Regions from separate parts of the Rattus norvegicus genome. Here region 1 is linked to region 2. The links are chromatin contacts, called in public Hi-C maps. All regions are on one chromosome and are shown on one strand. Each heading gives the region's core, a stretch centred on a gene start, on an enhancer-like site or on the middle of the called end of the contact. The rest is flanking DNA. Distances are from core to core; before and after follow the strand shown.

Evidence for each region. Hi-C and Micro-C count contacts between places; a contact is called where the count stands out from the background.
Region 1: a contact with region 2 is called in a Hi-C map of liver, with 3 times the contacts expected there. The contact joins two enhancer-like sites. A contact is called at or near these places in 4 of 12 Hi-C or Micro-C datasets (kidney, liver and psoas muscle).

Annotation. Positions count from the first base shown.
Region 1 is chr20:46,772,692-46,780,155 of GRCr8, reverse strand. Ccdc162 (coiled-coil domain containing 162) reads left to right here. Exons shown (of 48, transcript XM_039099214.2): 5 at 478-591; 6 at 1,969-2,163; 7 at 3,383-3,521; 8 at 4,815-4,972. Among named protein-coding and RNA genes, the nearest start is that of Ccdc162, 44 kb to the left of the region's middle. Within about 2 kb of position 5,470, at least 9 of the 93 cell types and tissues checked have an H3K27ac peak or open chromatin away from gene starts, as enhancers often do. A contact at or near this core is called in liver, where this site is marked.
Region 2 is chr20:46,678,480-46,686,057 of GRCr8, reverse strand. It overlaps Ccdc162 (coiled-coil domain containing 162), which reads left to right. Exons shown (of 48, transcript XM_039099214.2): 31 at 1,517-1,667; 32 at 4,227-4,322; 33 at 5,211-5,363. Among named protein-coding and RNA genes, the nearest start is that of Cd164, 76 kb to the right of the region's middle. Within about 2 kb of position 2,652, at least 3 of the 93 cell types and tissues checked have an H3K27ac peak or open chromatin away from gene starts, as enhancers often do. A contact at or near this core is called in liver, where this site is marked.

The DNA.
Region 1 (7,464 bases), core at 4,221-6,720, 91 kb before region 2:
TCCCCTCCCCTCCCCTCCCCTCTCCTCTCCTCTCCTCTGCTCTCCTCTCCTCTCCTCTTCTTTTCTTCTTAACATAGGTTCCGGAGATGAAACCCAGGTTTCTGTGGTTTTTCCGTAAAGCGTTTTACTGATCGAGCATTTTTCCCACCCAAAATTTCAGTTCTTTAATCCAAAATTTCAGCTCGATTTTAACCCTCTGATCTCCTAACTCTCCGCCGACAGTCCAGTAACTGGTGAAGGAGCTAATTCAGCAGCAGATTGCAGAGAACTAGATGCATCTGCGCAGTCTTCTTGCTTTACATCCGAAGTGTCTTAATCCAGACCCCATGTGATGGTGTCCCCGTAGGGGAAAAGGTGTTTTCAAAGCAACCGGCTTGATTTACCTATTGTTAATGTTCCTAAGGCTCACTCGGCCTCCCGCCTGTGGTATGTGGTATATTATACTATGGTAAGGGCTTACTTCTGTTGTTGGTAAAGTATTACACAGAGAGAATCCTGCAGCTGGGCCAGAGTAAACATTTGCACATTCTGAGGTGGAAGAGGCGCTGCCAAACCAGTGAGACCATGGAGGAGCTCTACCCTCTCTACAAGGTAGGGAGCCGGGAGGCGGAACCTGTGGGAGGTTACCTGTGAATGTGCATACGTACACACATATATAGTGATGATGTATATGTATGTGCATACGTATAATGTGACATATATGTCATTTTTAAAAAGACTTTTCATTTTCATTTTAAATCGTGCTCGTATGTGTACGTGTCCACGTGGATGCAATGTTCATGGGATGCCAGTAGAGGGCAGAAGATGCCCTAAAACTGGAGTTAACAGATGGCGGTTAGGAGATGCCCGCTGTGAGACCTGGAAACCTAGCTCAGGTCTTCTAAGTGCAGCTGTCATGTGTAACCACTGAACCACTGTCTCCAGCTGCTTTACATGTGAATTTTCTAAATAAAACAACGCAGTCAATAAGCCTGTCGTTGTTGCTCGAGGTGGCCCTGATGTCCTCCTCACCGCTCCACGTGCATACCCTGAAGCTACTTGCTGGGTTGAAGGCCTTCTTAAATGACAGCCAGTGTTTGGTTAAGCATACACAAGTGACTGTGCTTCCCAGTTGGAACCTCCAGACAAGCTCTCAAGGTCCGTTTGTAGGAGGGTGTCCATTTGAGGCACCGAATGTGGCAGTCTGCCTTTCTTTTTCTTTAAAAAAAAAAAAAAAGCAAAAAAAAAGGGGGGGGGCTGGAGAGATGGCTCACCGGTTAAGAGCACCGACTGCTCTTCCAGAGGTCCTGAGTTCAAATCCTAGCAACCACATGGTGGCTCACAACCATCTGTGATAGGATCCGATGCCCTCTTCTGGTGTGTCTGAAGATAGCTACAGTGTACTCATATACAAAATAAATAAATAAATCTTTAAAAAAAAAGCACAAATAAAGATTGGGAAGGAACCAGTGGACATCCCTCCTCACGTGTTCTGCCATAAAGCAACAGAAGACAAAGATTCCTACTTTTGTTATTGTTGTTGTTGAGACAGGGGTTCAGTACATAGCTCAGGCTGTCCAGGAACTCACTATGTAGCCCAGGCTGGCCCAAACTCACATAGTTCCATTTGCCTTTGGTTCTCAAGTGCTTAGATTAAAGGCATGTGCCACAATGCCAAAAAAAGTTTGAATCATGAACCCTGACATGATTTTTTTACATAGAAGACGTGCATTTTTTTTTTCTTATAGACTTGGTCAAGGTAGGAAGGTCAGAGGTGGACTCCTTGTACCAAACACCCTCCTGCACTGTTAAATTGCTGTCCCTCAGAGTTGGCAGAGTAAGACACTTCCTCACTCAAATGAATCCAAACTGCAGAAGAGCTTGGGGTGGAGGGTTTGCAAAAAAGTCCCTTTTTCGACCCTGGAGACAGCATTGCAGAGAACAAGTCTTGCCAACTGGACACAGTGTGTCTGTATCTCTCTTCAACAGAAACAAGTTGACTACATCATGCAGGAGTTCAATGACTCGGTTCAGAGAGCACAAAGACTGTCGGTTGCTAGAGAAAACTTCCTTGTGGGAAAGAACAACCCTCCAGACCTCGTGACTCCGGAGGACCTGGCGATTTACACCAGGTGGTTAGTGTGCCACCTGCAGGCCCTCGGGACTGTTCACCACTACCTGCAGGTAGGGAACCTTAGTGTGGCAGTGCACACCCTCTGGGGGAGGGGAAGGGGAAGCACAGAGCCCCCACATGGGGAAACATTTTCCAGCCAATGCGCTGTCAATTGGGCTCTTTCAGAAAAACCTCTCATTCTGCTGTGTAGCCATTTAGTTCTTGCTCCAGTTGGTTTTTTTGTTTGTTTGTTTGTGTTTTTTTGTTTGTTTTCTTTTTTCTTTTTTTCTTTCTTCTAAAAAGTTACAAGGTCCTGTGCTGGTTGGAAGGTGGGGCGTGAGTAAATTTCTATTGCAACGTGATGGGGTAAGACAGAGGAGCTGGGCTGGACATGGCAGTGTTATCTAATCCCAGCGGCTGTGTCCAGAGATTCTTGATTCTGAGGCCAAGCTGAGCTCCACAGTGAGTTCAAGATTAGCCTTGCGGGCTGGAGAGATGGCTCAGAGGTTAAGAGCACTGACTGCTCTACCAGAGGTCCTGAGTTCAAATCCCAGCGACCACATGGTGGCTCACAACCATCTGTAATGAGATCTGATGTCCTCTTCTGGTGTGTCTGAAGACAGTGACAGTGTACTCACATATATAAATAAATAAATCTTAAAAAAAAAAAGATTAGCCTTGCACGCAGTGTGAACTTGTGTTGGAAAATAATGACAAGTAGTAAAGTAAACAGTTAAGGTAGCGTTAGTAGCTCAGGGATAGAATGTGTGCCATAGCTTGAACAAGGCCAGGAAGGAGTTCAGTCCCCAGCACTGCCAAAGAGGGGTCAGGGGACAGTACGGAGCGAGAAGAGTTACGACGGCAATGCCCTAAGTCAGGTTAGAGGATCTCCCAAAGAAACCCAGGGATCACCCGACTCCATTCCCCCTGCAGAGCCAGTCAGACACTGTGGTCTGTACTTCTTTCTCCTCAGTCACATGATAGCATATCCATGCACTCCTACATCTGGGTCTTCCACTCAGACCTGAGTCTTTTTCTTCACCCCCCCCCCACCCCCCAGCATCTCATCCATCCCGTGCCTTTTCCACTCAAGTCTGCCACCACCATGGGACCGGCTGGAAGCGGAAGTGCTTCTTCGTTGGTCGCGGTTGGGTCTCCCAGCTCCGGACTCTCTCATTGGGAAGGTTTCTGAAGTTTTAGCCCTGTCTCCCTCCTTCTCTATCACAGCCAAAGGCTGGAGCATCTGTAGAATCTGGGCTGACCTGTGCCCTCTTGGCTACGTCTCTCTAGGCCCTCCAGTATTTGCCCATCTCCAAAGCGCTGAGTCTGGCTGATAGGCAAGTCCCGGGATTTAGTGAGGAAAATGGGAAAGTCTGTGACACCAACCTTAACGCTGTATCTCCTGGTCCTCTGGGTCGCAGTGTTTCAGGTAAGGAACTGGCCTTTACCAGGGTGAAGGGAGGGCTGTGATTTTGTGCGTGGACTGTGACTTAGCCAGGGTTTCTATTTCTGCAACAAAACACCCTGACCGAAAAGCAAGTTGAGATGGGGTTGGGGATTTAGCTCAGTGGTAGAGCGTTTGACTAGCAAGCGCAAGGCCCTGGGTTCGGTCCCCAGCTCCGAAAATAATAATAATAATAATAATAATAATAATAATAATAATAATAATAATAGCAGCAAGTTGGGAGGAGAGGGTTTGTTTGGCTAAGGCTCCCATATTGCTCAGAATGGGAAGGAAGTCAGAACAGGAACTCACACAGGGCAGGATCCTAGAAGCAGGAGCTGATGCAGAAGCCATGGAGGGGTGCTGCTTACTGGCTTGCTTCCCCTGGCTTGCTCAGCCTGCTTTCTTTCAGAACCGAGAACCACCAGCCCAGGGACAGCACCACCCACAATGAGCCACACCCTCCCCCGTTAATCACTAAATAAGAGGTTGTTTCACAGCTGGATCTCATGGAGGCATTTTTTTCTCAATTGAGGTTCCCTCATTTCAGATAACTCTAGCTTGTGTTGAGTTGACAGAGACTAACTAGCCTGTTTTGCACCACTCTCTTCCTAGATGCCAAAAGTTATTATACTTTTGTAATCAGCTGTAATTTGATATTAATATTTTCTGATGGAAGACAATAGTCATGACCTTCGATGTTTTTGTCTTCATCTTTATAACTAGCAGGTTAAGAGGCAAATGGACTCGTTGGTTTCCACACCTGTTTCTGTCACGCCTCCTATGGTCCCGCGTGTCACCTCCTTAGGCCTCAGTTTACTCATCGCCATACTAATCCTTTCAGATGAAATGACTTCCGAGACTTGGCTCAGGTTTTGTGTTACACAGCTGCCAGAGGACTTAGCCGTCGGGATCAATTTCAGTCTCTCTGCCCTTATCTTGTGTTCTGGAGAACCTAGAAGCCTGATCAGGTTTCTGCTGAGTGCCCTTGAGTGACATTCCCATTATATACAGAGTATCCCAGGGGCTCTAGTGGGTTTCTCTTGTGGGCTGTGAGATCACTGGGACCACTTGCAGCTTCCCAGGAAAGCTCGTGGGGGCTGGAAGCTGGGTAGCAAGAAACCAAGCAGGTAAGGGGGCAGACTTGCCTAGCACAGGGTCAGGCAGAACAAAACGTTCTCCACCAGCAGAGGGCGTGCTTCCAACTCTCTCCAAGGCTATCTGCTTCTCTCGGGCTCGCCCTCACTCGTCTGGCTCTTGATTTTGGATATTTTTCAGGGCCAGGGAGAACAGATGCTGCGTTTGTCTTGCCTCAGCACATGACAGACAGGGATGGTCTGAAACCTCAACTGAAGCCTCTACTCTCACATTTCCACATCCCGTACGACGTGCAAAAGCTGAGGGACTCAGCCAAAGAGATGGAGCTCTTCTCCTTGGTACACAAAGCACTCTGATATAAAGACGCCGGGTTAGAGGAAAGGCTTAGCATTTGCTACAAAGTTCCTCATTTGTTTTTTTGAGACAAGATCTTATGTAGCACAGGCTGGCCTCAAAGTAGCGGAATAGCCGTGGATAATCTCGAACTCCTGATACTCCCGCCCCCACCTCCAGAATGTCTTACTTAGGTGTGTGCAGCCACATATGGCACAAAGCTGTTTGTTTCTTCTGCCAATGCTTGATTCTAGATTCTAGAGTAATATTATACAATGTAACAAGCCATCTTCCTGTTAGGAAGAGCCTCCTTCCCAGGAGAATAAACAGACCTTCTGATGAGAGGAAGCCAGAGGGATTTTACCTTTTGGGTTTCTCCCCCTCTAGATTTTAAAGAAAAGTTAGGAGCACATGGGCTGAAGAAGATAGAAATGTACCCAAGGTTGGACAGACATGCCTGGGAGAGCTGTCAAGCCCTAAGTCTGAGACCGGAGTGCAGCACCCCCACTACAGGCTGCCACTCCCCTGGCCCCGCCCCGTGCCTGTGCTGGGGGAGAAGTTCACTTGATAGAGTGCTGAGCTTGAAGATTTGTTTTCATGCCAGCATCATTTACAGAACTGGGCTTTTTGTCTGTAACCCACGTTCTTTAACCTCACTGGACCCAGCCTGATCTCATTCCTCTGGCTTTTTGGAAAATGGTGTGTCGCTTTTGCCTCTCCTCTTTCCCCTCCTCCTCCCCCTCCCCCTCCTCGTCCACCACTTTCTCTTCCTCCTCCTTTTGATAGTATTTTATGTAGCTCCATGTCCTAGTTATAATGGTCCCACTATTGCTGTCAGGAAACGCCATGACTAAAAGCACCGAGGAGAGGAAAGAGTTTATTTGACTCACAGTTCCATATCACAGTCCGCTGAGGGAAGCCAAGGCAGAAATTCAACACAGCAGGAACCTGGAGGCAGAGGCCAGGGAAGCGTGCTGCTCTCTGGCTGGTTCCTCGTGCCTTGCTCAGCCTGCTTTCTTAGAGAACCCACCAGCCCTCACTGTAAGCAAGGCTGCAGTGAAACTACTGAACTAGACCCCTCCATGGGTAGAAAGAAAGGTTTATTGGGGATTGAGCCATCAGTGCACTCTCTGATTGTGAGGGGCGCAGAGAGAATGGCAAACTGGTGGCCTTGCCAGGTTTTTTTTTTTTTTTTTGGTTCTTTTTTTCGGAGCTGGGGACCAAACCCAGGGCCTTGCGCTTCCTAGGTAAGCGTTCTACCACTGAGCTAAATCCCCAGCCCCCCTTGCCAGGTTTTTAAGGAGATAGCAGCCCCAGGGGTGGGGGTAGGGGGCAGTTAGAGCCAGAACAGTCTAGAAGCTGGCATGGGAACTTTGATCTGTTACAGGCTTGAGTTAATCAGGAACTGGGTGCCTCATTGCCAGCTAGTCCGCTGTAGGAGGCAGATATTGGACAAACTGAAATGTGCCTTATAAGATTCCCGAGGAACGCCGAGCTTGGGTACCAACCCTCCTGTTGGCCCAGGCAGAGTCCATCCTGAGCTGAGCCCAGACTGCCATTAGGACATTGTCAGCAGTACTGCCGTCTTGGGGGCCTGCTTTAGACCTGACAATCACTAGTTAGGAAAACGCTCAATGGATTTGCCCACAGCCAATGTCTTAGAGAGGCGTTTTCCCATTTGAGGCTCCCTCCTCTCTGATGACCAGCTTGTGTCTAGCCAGCACATCCAGACTAGTTACAAAACTCATGGCAAGAGTTCCCAGCTTTGGTCTTCTTAGAGCAATGCTGTGAGAAATGTTAGCTGTGTTCCCAAGATGATTAATCATAGTCCAGTGCATGCATGTACATGTGTGCGTGTGTGTGTGTGTGTGTGTGTGTTTGATATGTGTGTGTGCCTGTGGTTTGTGTGTGTGTGTGTATGTGTTATGTGTGTGTATGTGTGTATGGTGTGTATATATGTGTGTGGTGTGTGTGTTTGTGTGGTGTGTGTATATGAATGTGTTGTGTGTGTGGTGTGTGTATGTGTGTATGGTGTGTGTGGGATGTGTGTGTATGTGTGTTATGTGTGTGTATGTGTGTATGGTGTGTGTATATGTGTGTGGTGTGTGTGTGTATATGAATGTGTGGTGTGTGTGGTGTGCGTGGTATGTGTGTATATGTGTGTGTGATGTATGTGTATGTGTTTATGGTGTGTATGTGGTATGTGTGTGTGGTGTGTGTGTATATGTTTATGGTGTGTGTGTGGTATGTGTGTTTGGTGTATGTGTGGTGTGTGTATGTGTATGTATGGTGTATGTGCTGTGTATGTGTGTGTGTGGTGTGTGTGTGTATGTGTATGTGGTGTGTGTATGTATGTGTGTGGTGTGTGTGTATGTATGTGTATGTGGTGTGTGTGTATGTATGTGTGTGGTGTGTGTGTATGTGTGTGTACATGTGTGTATGTGTGTGGTGTGTGTGTGTGGTGTGTGTGTGTGTGTGTTTTCTGGTGCTTTAATGC
Region 2 (7,578 bases), core at 1,403-3,902:
TTGGTTTATTCTTATTTCAATCCTTTTAAGCTGCCTCCTATTCACCCTACTAGTGAGGAAAAGATTCTACTCTGGATGATGAACAAATGTCACTAAATATTGTGACGGATGAGATCAATAGCAACTCCTTAGTACTGTGTTGGCACAGCCAGGAGTGGGGCATCCTGCAAGCCATGGGAGGCCTTGGATGAACACAGTAGACATTCAGGGATGGTCCTTGCAGTATAAGGACGCGTGGCACTCCCTGGTTACCAGGGAAGACATACTCTGTTTGTTTGCCTAGCTCCAGGGGCTGGCAGGAAACAGAGCTGTTGCTCAGGGACACTGGAAAGGGCACAGCTCCCCTTGATAAGGAGTGTGGGTGGACACGGGAACCTTATGCTAGGAGGAGGGGAGAAGCTGCAGTTAGACTCTTCAAGCTCCTACCAGACGTCAAAGCAACTTCTAATATTGGACCTTAATTCTAGAACTCACCCTACCTTCTTTGCTCATGGCTCTCAGAGGCAGCCTGGGCTCTATGGGGGAAGTTGGAGAGAACAACCACTTTGCTCACCTCTGTTGTGGGGTTTCAGGTCTTCTCTGGCCTCTCAAGGCTACTGTCCCTTTCCACACCCCTCACAGGGATTCACTGTTGGGGCTCAGGTGCTCCCAAATCTCTCTGGCATGCCCAGGGTCTGCTAGCTCCTCACCTCCATCAACTGACATTTCCCTAAGTCTGGCCAATCTCTTTTCTCTTTGGTGTCTGGTGCGTTGGTCTCCACAGATGACTTTGTTTCTCTGAGATACTTTCCCCCAATTTACCCCAGCATGTTTCCCTTTACTTCCTTGTAAATCTTATTTCCTTTGAGGCAGGAAAAATCATCCTGAATTATACCATATGCTACTCGTTCTTACATACGTTATAAATTTCATGCTCTTGTCTTGGGTGGAGTGGGGGTGGGGAGGATGAGGTTCTTGATACACAAAGCCAAATTTCATTTCAATGAAACAAAAGCGTCTTCTCTCTGACCCCGTGGATCTTACTCAATCTAAAATTTGGTTTTATACATTTGGGCTGTTACCTTAGCTGCTAACTTTTTGAAAAATCTAAGAGCTAACGTCACTGTTGTAGAGCTGAAGGTGTGATGCCCAGTTCTGTAGCTGTGTGGTTGATTAATTCAAGTTAGTATTAACTAAAATTAAGCAAAATTTAAAACTCAATCTCTCGTTCCCGAGAGCTATACTTCAGGTGTCCAATAACATATAGCCAGGGCCTTCCGAATCTTTCAGTCTTCCAGAAAATTCTATCGATATACTCTACTGATAGAAACTCTGGATTTCTCCCATTAATAGTATCAACCCCCCCTCCCCAGAGAGCTAGAGACTGAGGGGGAAGGTCGGCATGGGTGCTGTGGCTGAGGAAGACATCTCTTACCCTCTCAAAATTGTCTCTTGCTACAGTAAGTGTGAAGAAAGTTCTGGGCTTTAGAAGCATAAGTAACCATATTAAACAAAAACTCACACTGTATTTTGACAGAACATTTTTGGCCGCGGGAAATGCTCCTGCCTACCAGTCTGTCGCAGATGGTGCGTGCTGTGGTTTGCCACAACTGGGCAACTCTCTCAGGAAGAGCATCTTCGCCTCACAGCTCAGCCTGCCCCAGCCACTGGATCCTCGGAGCCTCCGGGTGAGTCTCAGAGGTGTTTTGTACCCATAAGAAAATGAGTGGACTACAGCAGTGTCCTCTGTTCGTTTCCACTTGGCTTCCATTTTGCAGGGTCTTTATGCTTTCATGACCCTTGGGTCTTCTTCAGCTTTCTTTTGCTCACTCATACAGGGAGTCCTGGGGACTCCTGTGAGCAGGAGTTATTTCCAGTCAGGGTCTTTTTGGTGAGCGTCTACTAGGGTGACTGGATGCAACAGCCTGTCTACTCAAGCTGTCAGGGAAAACAAACAGACAGACAGACAAAGAAAGAACGAAAACGAAAACTCAAAGGTTCTATCTTTTCTTGTTGAGGTTTGGTCTTTTGCTAATGTAATGCTAAGTGCTGGCCCCCAAGGCCTGGTCGCTCCCAGGGCTGAGAGAATCTGAAAGTTGAATCAAATGATGTTACGTAACCTTTCCTCTCAAGTTATCCCTGATGTGTGAATAAAGACACCTACAGCCTACAGCTGGGCAGAAGAGGGATAAGCAGGGTGGAGCATGGGACGGGGTGGGAGTTTGGGGGTTTGTTTCTCACCTTGGGGTCTGAGGAGAACCGTGAGAGGGGAGAAGAAGGTGGAGAGTGGAGGAAGCCACTGTGGGGTAGGTAAATCATGAAAACATGGCTGTGAGGGCTCGATAATTGGAGTTAAGAGCTGCCCAGATGAAACCTGGCAAGTTATAACTCTGGTTTATTGATAAGGAAGTAGACATAATAGCATAGATGGTTAGATATCTGCCCAGCTCTAATGCATAAAGCTTATTAGAGATATAAAGGTTGTGTGTGTCTTTTATCTGAGAACCGAATGACCTCCGATTTGAGATTAACTTGGTTCTGCAACATTTTCTATTGAATAAATAATGATGCAATTATAAGGCATAAATAGGTCAATCGCTGGGCTTTGAGTTGCCCCGGTTACAACATGTGTCATCAAATGTAATCCTAGCAACCATGACATTATCCAGCTCTACAGAGGTCAAAGTTCAGGAAAGCCAGAGATCACACCACACCCAGGCAGACACTCTCTCCAGCTCTATGGAGGTCAAGTTTGAGAAAGCCAGAGATGGATCCCTGAGAAGCGTCAGTAGCATCAGGTCCCACACCGTCTGCTGCTTTTCTGTGGCCAAGAGCACAAGCCCTCCCGCAGCTTAACAGGTTAGGGCCATAAGCACTCATTATCACTCCCAAGCTCTGAGTCAGGGAGCTGGGAACAGGTCAGGAGGGAGCGCTGGCTTAGGGTTTCTCTGGTTGGCCAGGCCTTAAGAGCATCATCTCAGGGCACCACTGAGAAGCTTGACTCAACCCTCATTCACCAGCTGTCACTAGCTGTCAGGAGATCCACATCCAAAATGGTTCCCATGGTCTTCTCTAAAGAACTTTCTCACAACGTGGAAAATGGCTTCCCAAGGGCAGGCAGCCCAAGAGAGAGAACTCAAAGTAGCAGTCATGGGCTTTGCACAAACTGACACCATCATTTCTGCCGTGCTCTTAGTTCACTAGCACTGAGTCTTAAGTCCAGCCAGAGTCAAAGGGATGATGAAGAGTCATCCCTCCCTCCTTCTCCTCCCACATATCACCACCTCCCCAAGAGTATCACGTAGCCCAGGCTGACCTATTATATAGCCAAATATGACTTTGAATTCCTGCTTGTCCTGTCTCCACCTCCCAAGTGCTAAGATTGCAGGTGTGTACCTAACTGTCAGTGAGCCCTAAACATTGTCTTCTGCTGGGAAGTTTGTGTACGCAGCTTTAAAATTATCTCACAAGACTCCTACTTAAACATTATAAATGTCTCGAACAAGTCCCCTTCTGCCATGCCAATCCTTAACCTCCGTCAGAGCCGTAAGACAGGTCTTGAAGGCCCCTGATATAGACATTGTTTAACTAGGTTTACTGTTGTTGCTTAAAAACATGCCCCCTTGGTACAGTATTATTCCAGAAGTTCCTTTGTTTTGTTTCTCTCAAGACAGAGTCTCACTGAATAGCTCAGTGGTTCTCAACTTTCCTAAAGCCAAGCCCCTTTAACACAGTTCCTCATTCTGCAGTGACCCTCAACCATAAAATTATTTCCTTTGCTACTTTAGAACTGTAATTTCGCTGCTGTTAAGAACCGCACCATAAGTATCTGAGATACAGGATATCTGACATGTAACCCCCGTGAAAGGGTCCTTGAACCCCTGTGAAAGGGTCCTTCGACCCCCAGGTTGAGAATCACAGGTCTAGCTAAATCTGGTCTCAAACTTGGAATCCTCCTGCATCAGCCTCTCAAGCGCTGTCCTCACAGGTGTGTGCCACCACAACCCTCTTGTTCTGGAACTTTGGACCTTGGAGTTTCCTGTGTATACTGTAACCATTTTAGCCAAACCAAGGAGAAGAGTAACACTCATTGCTACTCTTTCCTCTCACGGGGCATGCTGCAGTGAGAAGGCTATGCATAATAAATGAACCATGGAAGTGGGCTTTGGAGCATGGATGCAGAAATCGCGCTTGTGTGCAGACACCTTCATTTTAGGGATGCATGAGACCATTATCATCTCTTTTAGGCGTTTGGGCTGTTCCCATGGAGGACGTTCCTGGAAGACGGTGGACCGTTTCCAGTTATAAGCAGCATCCCGGACACCCTAGAGTATGATATGCAGGTAGATCTGTCTTCCCACTTATTGGAGAGGAAACCAAACACAGACCACAGGGCAGGGTATCACAAGTTCATACTCTAACCAGTGGTAATTTAGAAGATAAATGCATGTTTGATCATAAAGCTGTAACATGAGGTGAGTCATATTTCCTTATTATGGAGAAAAGCCATGTTCCCAGAGCAGTAATGACCTCGAGAAGTGGCCACTCACCTGGAGTCACCATCCAAGCCTCCTAGAGCAACTGGCCCAGTGACGCTCAGAGACGTGGGACTCCTGACCTGGGAACAGCTCAGGCAGGACTGAGGAGGGGGATCCCCTTTAATTGTTCTTACCATGATGTGTCTTTAAATTCTTTTACATTGTTTTGGGAAAATGTGCTTTCTTATGATTAAGTAAACATCTTAATCATACATACATCTATACACATGTATACATACATATAAATATTAATATATAAAAGTATTTAAACCAGCACAAAGCTCAACTCTAATTTGGCTCCAGAATATGGAGTGGAGAGTTGGGGTGGGGCCAAGACTGGCTATATACAGATGGATACAATTGTAATCCTTTTGTTAACATTTGTGTATGTTCGAAATCCTCCATTAGTAAAAAAGATTTTTCTTTTAAATAGTAAGAGCAAGAGGGATTTAAAGGAAACGCAGATGACCCCGTTCTTCATTTGCTGTATCGGTGTAAGGTTGGGAGACTTGCTACTCAAAACCTGTACAAGAAGAGCTTTACTCTAGAACCGATACTGAGATTTTTGTGGATGTTTTTATTAATTGAGAGGGTAAGGGTTATAAACATGGCTGCACTTAACATTTTTCCTTCAAAACCATGTACAAAGGATGTGTAGGTGTCCTCAAAATGGGAAGGTATCTTTGTTTTCAGATGTGTCTCTGTGGACTAAGTGACCGTGACCGCAAAGTGGCCCATGGAGAGCTGGTGGCTGTGCAGATGCTCTTGGAAGATGTCCTTGTGGGCAGCCGTCACACGATCTGGAAGGCGTCTACTGAACTGGGAGCCCCACTGGACAGTGCGCAGGTACTCCTGCACACGGCTAGGGTCGTCGGTGCTGCACTGCACTGAAGAAACTTCCTGTTTTCAGAGATGGGCAGGAGGGCATCTCACCTATCTCCCAGCAGATCCCAGGGCCATGTTAATCCCACGAAGCAGCAGTGGCTACTCGCAGGTGTTTTCCTTCACAGTGGGGCTCGCGATTAGTTAAACTTCCACCCACTGAAAAGGTTTTTTGAGGGAAGGAGGAGCATGGAAAAATGGAGCAGTGGTTACAAGCACTCGCTTTTCTTGCTGAGGACCAAGTTCCTTTCCAAGTACCCGTGTTAGGTGACTTACAATCACCTGGAACAATTCCAGTTCCAGGGATCTAACTCCCTCTGGCCTCCTCAGACACCAGCACTGGTGTGCACACATTTACACACAGATGCACACACATACATACACACACACACATACACACATAAATACATATATACACACATATACACATACATACATATACACACATACATACATATATACATATATACATATACACACATACACATACATATATACACATAGACACATACATATATACATATACACACATATACACACATTCATACATACACACATACACACACACACACAGAGACAGGCAGACAGATACATACATATAATTAAAATAATTTTGTTTGAGACAAAGTCTTTCTATGTAACACTGGCTGATCTGGAACTTGCTATATAGACCAGGCTGGTCTTGAACTTGCAGAGGTCAGCCTCCTCCTGCCTCCAGGGTGCTGGGATCAAAGGTATGTAGCAAGACTCCTGGCTAATTAAAAACAGGGTTTTGTTTGGTTTTGGTTTTGTTTTAAGATATTTTTGAAACAGTGTCTTGTGACATAGCCCAGTTGGCCTTGAACTCACAAGCTTCCTGTCTCGGCTTCCATTTGTTTTATAGAGCAAAGGCTACAGAGTCCATTGGAACCTCCTGAGGCCCCAGCTAATGCTTCTTGTCAGTCACTCACGTTAGGACTAGAGCTGGGCATTCAGAGGTCATGGCAGAAGCTCCAGGCAGCACCTCAGGTTGCCTGAGTTCCTTTTGATGTCTCAGCTAACTGTGGGTGCTAGACCGTTAGTCTGTCCTCAGCTAAACACAAGAATCATTCCTCACCTAGTAAAAGAGCTCTAAACAATCCTTCATGGATCTGGAAACCAGGCAGCAGTGTGTTGATGTCAGTGGGCTGGCTGGACCCCTATGTAAACAGCTCCTTGTCAGATCTCGACTCTAGGAGCCTACTCCTGTCTGCTTCCTCGGTTCACATACACCCAAGGACACTAACCGGCCCACGTGGCTGTTGCCTTTCTTTTCTTTGCTTCTCAGGGCCCCTGCTATAGCACACACATGAATTTCTGAGCTTGAATGGTAGGGTAATGGTCCCCTCTCACGGACCCACTCTGTTTCCTGGCACTTGCCTCCCTCCACATAGGTAGATATGTGTATGGAAAAAGAAACTCTAACCCACATATGGGCTCAGTGTTTGTCTTCCTGAGCCCGGATTACGTTAATATCTTCCCCAGTTCCATTCATTTTCCTACAAATTGAATAATTCTGCCTTTTTTGTATATGTATCATATTTTCTTAACCACTCATTCGTTGACGGACATCTAGTCACTCGTTGATGGACATCTAGTCATTCGTTGGTGGACATCTAGCTTTGCCTTGCTATATCACCAGAGCAGGAATAGACATGGATGAACAGATCGTATCTCCGGAGGAGGATGCAGAGTCCTCTGAGTGAGTACCAGAGTGGTGTGGCTGGACGGCATGGAAGTTCTGTTTTTAGCTTTTGGACGTGCCTCTTCACATTGATCGCCACAGTGGCTATACCAGTGTGCTCACCCACCAACCATGAAAAAGTTTCCCTCTTTCCCAGCACCCTCTTTAACATTGGTTGTTAGTACTTTTACCTTTAAAATCGTATCTGTTTGTCTATCGGGTGTGCGTGCGTGCATCCCACTACCACGCATCCGTAGAAGCAGAAAAATGCGTTTCCTCCTTAGTCATCTAGTGGATGATTAGCTGTACTGGTTACTTTTCTGTAAAACATCAGAGTGAAGGCAACTTTAGAAGGAAGGGCTTGTTTTGGCTGTGGGTGCAGAGGGCTGAGCCCACCCTGGAGACAAGCCAGGGTAACAAGAGGCAGGCACGGGAGAAGGAACCGGAAGCTGAGAGATTGCAAAGTGTAAGGAACTG